Linked DNA regions of Bicyclus anynana: region 2 is linked to region 1. A link is a contact called in public Hi-C data. All regions are on one chromosome and are shown on one strand. Each heading gives the region's core, a stretch centred on a gene start, on an enhancer-like site or on the middle of the called end of the contact. The rest is flanking DNA. Distances are from core to core; before and after follow the strand shown. Region 1 holds the start of LOC112051896 (hairy/enhancer-of-split related with YRPW motif protein 1). Region 2 overlaps LOC112045235 (probable ATP-dependent RNA helicase DDX46).

The links. A called contact is a pair of places that touch in the nucleus more often than the background predicts.
Region 2: a Hi-C map of whole larva shows a contact between it and region 1, with 3 times the contacts expected there. The contact joins the enhancer-like site here to the promoter of LOC112051896 in region 1. A contact is called at or near these places in 2 of 2 Hi-C or Micro-C datasets (whole body and whole larva).

What each region holds. Positions count from the first base shown.
Region 1 is chr19:4,475,945-4,481,044 of ilBicAnyn1.1, reverse strand. It overlaps LOC112051896 (hairy/enhancer-of-split related with YRPW motif protein 1), which reads left to right and starts at 1,687. Exons shown (of 3, transcript XM_024090731.2): 1 at 1,687-1,840; 2 at 2,142-2,282; 3 at 3,548-5,100. The coding sequence starts at 2,151. The coding sequence ends at 4,582.
Region 2 is chr19:4,754,999-4,760,810 of ilBicAnyn1.1, reverse strand. LOC112045235 (probable ATP-dependent RNA helicase DDX46) reads left to right here. Exons shown (of 18, transcript XM_024081340.2): 9 at 1-56; 10 at 800-961; 11 at 1,414-1,533; 12 at 2,202-2,409; 13 at 3,542-3,704; 14 at 4,406-4,617. Among protein-coding and RNA genes, the nearest start is that of LOC112045235, 9.0 kb to the left of the region's middle. Within about 2 kb of position 2,565, at least 6 of the 8 cell types and tissues checked have open chromatin away from gene starts, as enhancers often do.

The sequences.
Region 1 (5,100 bases), core at 438-2,937:
TAAAGCGGCCTCTTAGATTTTAAAACCGTTTTGAAAATCGAATACCTCTTTCTACTCTACTGTCATTCGTTAAACGTTTACAGACATTTGTGTAATTACGGGTGATTTGTTTTTATTTAACTGCGGTAATCAGTTTAGGGTGGAGGTGTCATAAAATATTTATGTTTGGCAATTATTTTACGGTTATTTTTAAAAAAAAAGGCTTCACCGACATAGATATTATTGCTCAGGCACAGCAATAAAAGCAGTAATATTTTTGTTTTTACAAAAGGTTTATATAGTGTGCTAACGGTTTTTAAATTTACATAGGACTAGGTACTTCCTAGTAGGTAACAAAATAATCTTAATATTTACTTGCCTTTTATAAAAATTACTTTGTTTCAAAAATCGATGTTATTATTTAGTTTAATGTAGATTTTAACTACTAAGTATACGGAGTTTTATTGAGCCTGCACGGAAGCCTCCAGACATGACTTCATGCCTTTTTCCGACATTTTCATAAGTAATTTTCAGCCACTAAAATGAAATAAGTACATATATAAAGCAAAAAGCACCAAAATATACGTAAATAATTCATGAAATTGAAAACAGCAGGAAAATCAATACAATTAATTGTTTTAGAGTTTATTGGGTTTACATATGCGACAGAAAGTTTTCAACACTGATATCTATAGATGAAATATTTGTATTTTTGTATGTAACGAATAAACTACTGCATTGATTTGAAAAATTCTTATCAGGGATTAAAATAGGCTACATTTTATTCCCGTATTCCAACTGGTATAGGAACTACGCGGCTTATACGAGGTTGACATGACATTACACGTGAACGTATATTCACGTGCCCACTAAGGTGTTACAATGTGTTATTGGGTTAAAGATTACTTGAACGATGTCCGATGAAGTTAATTTACGTGATATTTAGGTATAGATATCAAATCATTATGATAATTGTCTTCCTTTGACTAAAATAGAAAATCTCAAAATGTTTGTTTGGGTAAGTATATTAAGTAACCTGGGAAATCGAATTAAATCATTGATGACTAATAAGTAGGTCCATAAGTACGTACTTTATGTACCTAATCTGTGTCAGGAAATGCAAAAAAAAAAATGTTAAAGGGGTTTTTAAATGTTTTACTTTTTTTTTGTTTTATTTAATATTTTTTAAACTTTTGCTATGTATTGAACATATTCTTAATTTAAAATTATTTAACTACCTTTAACAGGTTATTTTAAAAACTATACTACAACCTTTCTTGATGAGTGTTTCCAACAAAAAAATTAAAAATGAAATTAGAAAACGCATGTCATTTCATAACTTATTTATTTTAAATTATGTACGGTTTGCTTATAAAATGTTATATAAATTATATTAACCATATCTAATTGGTTAAAGCTTACTAATCAAATTTATTTTCATTCATTTACGAACTAGTTAATTATAATTATTATTAGGTGTGAAATGACTGATTTATACCCTCATTTCTAATTTGTTTGTTGGTAAACATTATTCATCAAGAAAGGCTATTTATATTATACTAGGTATATAACAAGGGCATGTCCAAATCTACAAAAAAAAAAGAACGCTAAACCCAAGACAGTAACTCCTTCAAAGCTATTTTATGGGTACCCCAAACAGCGCTCAGGAGACACGCACGGTAAATTGATCCCATGACCACACGTGGCTATGAATGGCAGGGATGGGACGGGAGGCACGGGACGCGGGGAGGGTGAAGGGAAGGCTTTTTTCAGGCAGTACCACTCGAACCTCGGTCGGCGACGCGCGTGTCGTACGTAGAACTAAACGGAACATTTAAAATATCGACGTGTTTGTAACAAGGTTAGCTCACTAAAATTTCTATACAAACTTATATCTGAATGAACTCGATCAGTGCATATATTTAAAGGTTTTTCACTTTTGATAAATTATAATCGTTGTCGTATTTTATATCAGTGAATTTTAATATTGTAAGTGTTATAGACGTATTTAAAGACGCGCTCCAAAAAGTAGCCTAACAACTTTTAATACATTTTTAAGAGCTGAATTTGTTAAGTATAAAAAATAACTCCCTGAGGAATTTGGAATTTAATAGTGATTATAATTAAGGTTAATAATTAATAATAAATTACTGTGTTGTCAGGTAAATAAAATGGATCCGGCGCCTTTGTCGAAGACGGCGAAATACAAGAAAATAACGAAGCCTTTGCTCGAGAGGAAGCGACGAGCGCGAATCAATAGATGTCTCGACGAGCTAAAAGATCTCATGGTCGGGGCTTTAGAGGTAAGTTATTTCAATATATGCATTTCTATACTATGATATGTTTATTCTATATATCTTTTAAATATAACCAATATTAATTTTTCTAACTAGTCGTAAAGACATAGAATTGAATGCTATACTGGTGTAACAGGATGGTTTCGAACCTATGATCTTTAGGTGTTCAGTCCGACCCCTATTACCATAAAGCTAAGGTTAATAAATACTAGAAAATAGCAGTTTTATAGATTATAGTTTAAGCTTTATTGGGGGAATATAATGATTGTAATGTTCTAACAAATAATGGAGTTGAAATGTTTCTTATTAAAAATAATGAATTTGAAGATTACAAATTTTTTTGAAGCATAATAAAGGGAAACTTTGCTACGCGAATCTCAGTGTTTGCTAAATATGTGATTATAATTCAAGATAAGACTTTCATATTTAGGTATACCTACCTACCTAATTTTAGAAATAAGCATTATATACATTTAGTGTTGTGTTGTAGAGATCATATTGTTAGTTTTTCAAATATAAGGTAAAATTAAATGGGACGGACTGACGGGAATGTAACAATAGCGCATTATTTATGTCCCTTGGAATTTTTACCTGAGACGCCATTTTTATTGTACAAGTCATCTTCAACGTTTACGAAGATTTTGCAATGATTGTAAAATAAAATGAATATGATCCATTAAGTATGCATATTCTATGTATTTAACTAAGACAAACGAATATTAGATATACCTAAATGCGGAAGTATTTTAATACATTTCATCTCTTAACCGTTTTTAATGAGTTTTGGTATGGAGATAAGTTGGATCTTGAAACAGAACTTAAGCTACTTTTTATTTCGGAAAATCTATACTTAACATGGGATTTGTTAAAAACAGAATCTCATATGAAACGAGCCGCAGGCTTCCACTAGTGAAACAATAAAGCTCAATTCAAAAACTTAAATAATTCCAATACAAAAGTTAACAACAATTCAAAATTCTTACTGCCCATTAGCGGAGACAGCCGTAATTTATGTAAACTTATTAAAAAAACACTTACTCGAGTCGTCAAAGCGCAATCCATCTTACGTTCGCACGCCATTTATTTATATCAAGGACCGGTTGTCCTTTTGTTTATCCGAGAGCCTATTTACAGCGAGACCGTAGCAAACTGGAAGCAAGCTTAAATGTCCGTTAATAAACAGGGCAACAGTTATATTAATGTGACGTTTAACTCCCGTAACATGAGACGCACCTGCCCTTTAGTTCAATCTATTTTATTTTTGTCCCCAGATCGATGACGACAACCTGAGCAAGTTGGAAAAGGCAGATATCCTTGAGTTAACTGTTAATCACCTCACAAAGTTGCACAGGCCTAAAGATCCCGTTATAGAAGCGAAGAAGTTCCAAGCGGGGTTTGGACAGTGTGCTGCGGAAGCATGCAGATTTATAATGTCAGTTCCTGACTTAGATTCGAAAGTGAGTCAGAATCTGGTCGGACATTTATCGAGGCTGATTACGTCAGAGCCTTTGACTATTCAAGTACCAGAAAGACCCACGTTTTCACCACCCGTTTCGCCATCCTCTGTTGTGTCTGACCGACATCATTATTACAGCGACCACGATAGATCTTCTTCAGACGCTGAAGATTCAGTTTACTCAGACAGCGCTTCCAAACAGTGGTCGTACACGCGCCAAAATAAACAAAACGCGCCTATTGCTGGCCTACTGACTACAGTTGACAAATTGGCACCACACCACACAGAACACGGCCCAGTGAATGGCCACCGAAACGGGGCGTACTTCAACAAAGTCCCAGCTGAAGCCAAAGACATTATATTGCAGAAAATCAGACAACACATAATGGACAAACGCGGTCATGAAAACATTTCAAACATCGACTTGAACGCTATCCCCGAAGTACATCCAGAACAGAGATACGTTCGCGAAGAAATGTACAGAGATGACGCCGCGTATTACCCGCAAAGTTACCCGAACAACAACGACACTTTGGATCTAAGGAAAGTCCGCTCACCGGCAAAACCAACGAACGTAACACATTCGCCAAAAGAGCAAGCTGCATACGAAACGATCAAAGAAGTAGAACCGACAGTAGAAAGAAAATTACCTATTCCAGAACAATGCGAATTACCTATGGATTACAACAATTTGCCGCCAAAAAAGAAAAGGAAACTGATCGAGTACCAGGAATACAAAAAACAAGAGGAGGCGAGACGGCAATTAGACGCTTACTACGCAGAGAAAAGAGACCGACTTGAAGGACCGGTGGACCACGACATAGAAGCCAATAAGTGGCGTCCTTGGTAGATCTTTCATATAAGTTATCAACAGTAATTTGAGAAACTAAAACTCAGCATACCACTTGAAGACTGAAGTCCGTTATTTAGAGATAAGTAATATAAATGAAGACCCGTATGAGGTTTATTATTTAGGTTCGTCCCTTCTCGTGCGAGGAAACTATTGCGGCGATGATATTTAAGGGATGATGCCATACAAAATCCTCACAATTCTGCTCTTGTTAATGTTAATATAATGCGATGTTTTATTGAATCGATTGCATTATTGAAGTTGACTTTTACATTGTGATAATAATTCTTCCATGACAAAGCTTTAATTCGTTATAAATTATAAATATTAGTTGTTAGTTCACAGATGTGCCTTATTTAAGAAATTTAATTTACTAAGTTTAGTACCTATAGTAAGTTAGTTGTATAAATTAAAGATTTTTCACATGTATATGTGCCATGTATGTTGATCTCTATGTCTTCCCAATAGATTTGAAATCATTTTACTATGATTGAGAATATTCTTGTGTACTTTGTTAT
Region 2 (5,812 bases), core at 1,316-3,815, 280 kb before region 1:
AATCGCTAGGATTGCGCGTTGTTTGCGTTTATGGAGGCACTGGGATATCAGAACAGGTATGTCTAATTGTTTCCTATTTTATGTTCAGGTCTGAAGAGCTGGCTCTTACTTTAAAACTCCATTATTTAAACTGTTCCAATGGCAGGACTATGTTGATAACGATCAATTAGGTAACAATCACTATTCTATGATAATCATGGGACTGGTTTTAACCATGGTAGTTACTGCCTTAGCCAACCCTGACAAGGCCCAGTCCAATAAAAATCATCCCTTAATATGCTCTCGACGCTTAGAGGCGTAACTCCAGGGGTGAGAATTTCTTGAAGGAAAGAGTAAAAACTAAAACTCAATCCTTAAGGTTGAATTTGCTCTGAATTTGGAATTTTATTGAATATTCGATCATATTTAAAGACCTTTAGGTATAATTTTCTTAACCAATAATTAAAACTGTCAAAGCAAAATTGGCCAGTTTTTAAGTGAATTTTTCTACATGATTGTGCATCCTTTTATTATAAGAGGTCATCATCATCGTGTTACCTTTATCCCACTTAAGTGGGGTAGGAAAAATATGTCAATCTTTTGCATTCGTCTCTGTTACTCGTCAACTCATCATCCACTCCTTTTACACACATGTCCTCTTTAACACAATCCAACCATCTCTCCTTTTGCCTTCCACTTCTTTTACACACATGTCCTCTTTAACACAATCCAACCATCTCTTCGTTTTGCCTTCCTCTCCTCTTATGTCCTTCCACTTGCACCGTAGAGGTCAATGGATACATAATATATTTCGTCATAGATAGCGGAGCTGAAGCGCGGCGCCGAGATGATAGTGTGTACGCCTGGTCGCATGATCGACATGCTGGCCGCCAACTCGGGCCGCGTCACCAACCTGCGCCGTGTCACCTACATCGTGCTGGACGAAGCCGACCGCATGTTCGACATGGGCTTTGAGCCGCAGGTCAGCGGTGAACCTACTATTCAATAGTTCTGCATAATCCTTTCTCAACGGACATCTATTAACTCTAAACTACCTCACTGCCTTTTATCTTTATACGTCTAGCGGTTCTCGATATTTCAGTGACTTTTATATATTTAGATATCAATGAACTGTATAGGATTGAATCCCTACTTGGTGGACCAACGACATTGAACCGAACTGCAGGCCCATTATGTATCTCGGTGTACCGTTCAAATTTTAAAAAAATAACCTTAAATGCACCATTTTTCATTAAGTGGTACCGTTATTTTGTTTCTATGATCATCTCACATGATTTTTTATTGTGTCATTTCGTTGAAAACACAATGTTAGATGATTGCAAAATACGATGAAAAACGATATAGTTACAGATTACTTGAATCGTAAACCGAGTTACATAATAACGTTAAATGTGTAACGTTTTGTTTAATTAGGTGATGAAGATAATCGACAACGTGCGACCCGACCGACAAACCGTGATGTTCAGTGCTACCTTCCCGCGGCAGATGGAAGCGCTCGCGAGGCGAATTCTGCAGAAACCTATTGAAGTTCAGGTACACCATAGACAAAGACCTGTTTGTTTTTTTGTGCGTGGAGGAAAAGTCCCCATGGACATCGGCCGACTTAGGTGTGACTTGCACAGAACTAAACAACCTCCCGTAGAATCCTTGGTCAGCACGGCACATAACCATAAACATCTGAAGCAATAATAAATACTAGACTACGTTTTTCCTTCTACAATGTAGGCTCCAAATCCTCTCTCTTATAAAGGGCCTTGATAAGGAAACCTTTTATTGTATATGAATGGTCCACCACAAGGAAGTGGGTCATAGGCTAATAGACGAAACCTCCATTAAAATTGGATATTAAGGAAATTCCAACCTAAAAAACAAATATTTTCACTAGCTTCGCTTATTCTTTCCTACTCCTAAACCCCAACAAACATTTCAAGACCAAGATAAGATAAATCCGTTCAGCTTTTCTCGAGTTTCTCGAGTTGACTAACTAACAGCATTTCATTTCTATATATTTATATATAAGGTTCTTTACTCCTTGAAAAAAAAAATACTTTGTGGTCCAAAAATATATTTATTTGAATTTTGCTAACTTTAAGTTTTAAGTTTGAGCAAGTTTACTTAGTTTATACTACTAGTTTTTAGCTAACTAGGTACTAACTTTTTAGTTCAAAGATGATTCAAATTAGTACAATATTTTATTGTAGGTGGGTGGCCGCAGCGTAGTGTGCAAGGAAGTAGAACAACACGTGGCCATATTAGAAGATGACGCGAAGTTCTTTAAGCTTCTAGAACTGTTGGGGCTGTACAGTCAGATGGGCAGTATCATTGTCTTTGTTGACAAACAGGAAAACGCTGACAGCCTCCTCAAGGATCTGATGAAGGCGTCGTATTCTTGCATGAGTTTACATGGGGGTAAGTCGTTATTGTTTTGAAGTACATAATTAGTTAATTGGAAAGCGATATTCTAAACAAATTACATAAACGAGTCATCGAAAGCGACATCTATAGGCAAATCACATAACTAAGTACTGGAAAGCGACATCTATGGGCAAACTACGCGACTGAGCCGTCGGAAGCGACATCTATAGCCATTTTATGTAACTTAATCGTCCAAAAGTGACATCTATAGGTAAACTACAGAAGTGAGTCGTCGAATGCGTCTTCTACAAGCAAACTACATAACTGAGTCGCCGAAAGCGACATCTAGAGGCAAACTATACAACTGAGTCGTCGAAAGCGTCATCTATAGGCAAACTATGTAACTTAGTCGCCGAAAGCGACATAGTAGATGGGCAAATTACATAACTTAGTCATCAAAAGCAATATGTGCTTATTAATATTAGATTATTTATTAGGCTGATTACATTTACACTCTTATTTTAATATGCTGTGATTTACATATCTGTATTGTATTTTTACATAGATATTTTAGAGACGGAAATATAGAAAACCTTACTAAAACTGATCAATTTTTATTTCAGCTTCTGTTCGTGTACAGAGGGGACATATTTGCGTGACATTTATAAAATTTGTGAAAGTGTGTACTGCCTCCATAAAAAAATTTTGCGAAATTAAATTTAATTATTAGTTTTAAATAACTTATTTTGCCATAACTTCGTGAAACTATTTTGTGATTATTTACATTGGTTTCAAACGACTGTCAAGAAGAATGCAAATAGCAATAATTAGAAATATATTATTTCTTTTAATTTTTAAAAAGTCCTACCGACTGCGCCAATTTTAAAGATAGGAAACAAAATATTTTATTTAATAATAATATTAATCGTTTATTCTCTATAAAACTGTAACATAATAGGGAAAAATAGCTTAACATTATAATTCATGGATGAGTAACAGGTATCTAAACTAAGAAAGAACTTGTATTATAGACACCTGTGCTCTTCCCTGCAAAGAGTATATTAAAAATAAATGATTACTGAAAAGAATGTCATTCCTTATTTCTGTTTTAATTATAAAAGGAGGCAGTATACCAAATCAATACTGTGTTAAAAGAGACGAATATATTAATAGTGGCCTGTTACAGGTATTGATCAATTCGACAGGGACTCGACGATCGTTGACTTCAAGTCTGGCAAGGTGAAGCTGTTGGTAGCCACCAGCGTCGCGGCGCGCGGGCTCGACGTCAAACAGTTGGTGCTGGTCGTCAACTACGACTGTCCCAATCACTACGAGGATTACGTGCACAGGTTAGTGTGGACAGAGATTACTGAGGAAAGGTAATGTAGCATAGACTAATGAAAAATATTTGGTGACTGAGCAGTACAAACTTTTTACCTTTATCTCAAAGAAAACAAGGAGGAAGTTTTCACCCTCCTTGTTTTCTTTAGACCATACGATTGAAGTGGAACTTCTTTCTAATATAAAAAACAAAGCGCCATCTATGAGCCTCAGGCATAACTGCATCGCAACAGGTTCTTGAAGCGTACAAAAAGGGATTGTTTCAAAGTTCTCTTAGAACACCATCTACTGGTAGTTTAAAATAACAAACACTGTTTCACTATGCCTGTAGATGGCAGCACGCATCTTAGAAGCCTCACTTTTAGTTGTCTGAGATTAGGGCAGCAGAGCCATACTTTTGCTGTTAATCTTGCCTATGTCTTTGTACTTTTTAACCGACTTCCAAAAAGGAGGAGGTTCTACGTACGGTTGTAAGTATGTTTTTTTTTATGTATGTCCAGCGATATTTCCGTCATTTATGGACCGATTTTGAAAATTCTTTTTTTGAAGGGTTTACTTCCAGGGTGGTCCCATTCTTTTCATGTCAGGATCTGATGATGACATCGTGGAGAAATCGAGGGGTGATACATTTAGAGCGGGTTTCACTTGGTCAGTCCAGCGCAATGAATGGTAAATATCAATGAAATTGTGAAACTGTCGTTGTATACAGATGCGGGCGGACCGGGCGCGCCGGCAACAAGGGCTACGCGTGGACGTTCCTGACGCCGGAGCAGGGCCGCTACGCGGGCGACGTGCTGCGCGCGTTCGAGCTGGCGGGCACGCCGCCGCCGCCCGAGCTGCGCCAGCTGTGGGACACCTACAAGGAGGCGCAGGAGAAGGACGGCAAGAAGGTGCACACGGGTGGCGGCTTCAGTGGGAAAGGTGAGCAACAATCTTCCTTACGCTGTAGCAGGTCTGCCACGCTGTGCGAGCTGTGTCAGATGTGGGACACGTACGAGGAGGCGCAGGAGAAAGACGGCAAGAAGGTGCACACGGGCGGCGGCTTCAGTGGAAAAGGTGAGCAACAATCTTTCTTACGCTGTAGCAGGACTGCCACGCTGTGCGAGCTGTGTCAGATGTGGGACACGTGCTAAGAGGTGCAGGAGAAGGACGGCAAGAAGATTCACACAGGCGGCGGATTCAGTGGGAAAAGAGATGGTCCATTTCAGGTCCACTCTTGTACCCCATATCATTAAAATTTAAAAAATACAAGTATTTTAGTGATTTATTAAAGTGAATAAATGTAACTAAATAAAAAGAAATAAATAAAATTAAAACCCAAGTTTTTGAGTAATATCAAGATGGAGCCCTTAAAGCAACTATGACATGACAATTGACAGCAAACGTCAAATCGATTACTGCATTGAAAACGTCATCAATCCGCCATTATTACCCGTATTAGTGTTGCATTTCTTGGGAGATAATGAATATTATTTCGAAATAATTAAAATAAATTCGTAGATTTGTGTAATCAAAAATAGTTAAAAAAAAATATTTCCTTTTATTTCCGCTAGGGTTCATTGACTGGACTTGAGCTCCATACAATTTTGGACCATCTTCTTTGATAAGCGATTCTACAAGTATGTACTTCGTTCAGTGGATTGCCTAAGCATTTTCTAAGCAAGTTGTAAAACTTTATTACGCACACTGCCAAGACCATCTTAGAAGTAGGCGTAAGTTTGTGAATGTGTTACGAAGAATGTAGTCGACAAGCGCCACCTGTAGTACCACCACAAAACTACGACACAAACCCAACGCTGAATTCGTTTAGTCTATCTATACATATATAACAGCATACTTACTGTGAAGTTACTAGTAGAAGCATATGGAGTAAAGCAATTTCGATACGTGAGATGGCGCTACTAACCGCTACTTTTTTTTAAAGTTGCTCAATCCCTTCTCTCTTCTCGTAACCTATGTTTTGTTCCTTTTATTGAAAATGCTGATTCATGTCCAAAATCACAACTATCTACAACAATCGTCTATAGATCGGTGCATCTATGAAACTCACAAAAATTCATTGTTTTTAACATTAGCATGAACACACATAAATAATAAAAAAAGAAACTGTCTTTTG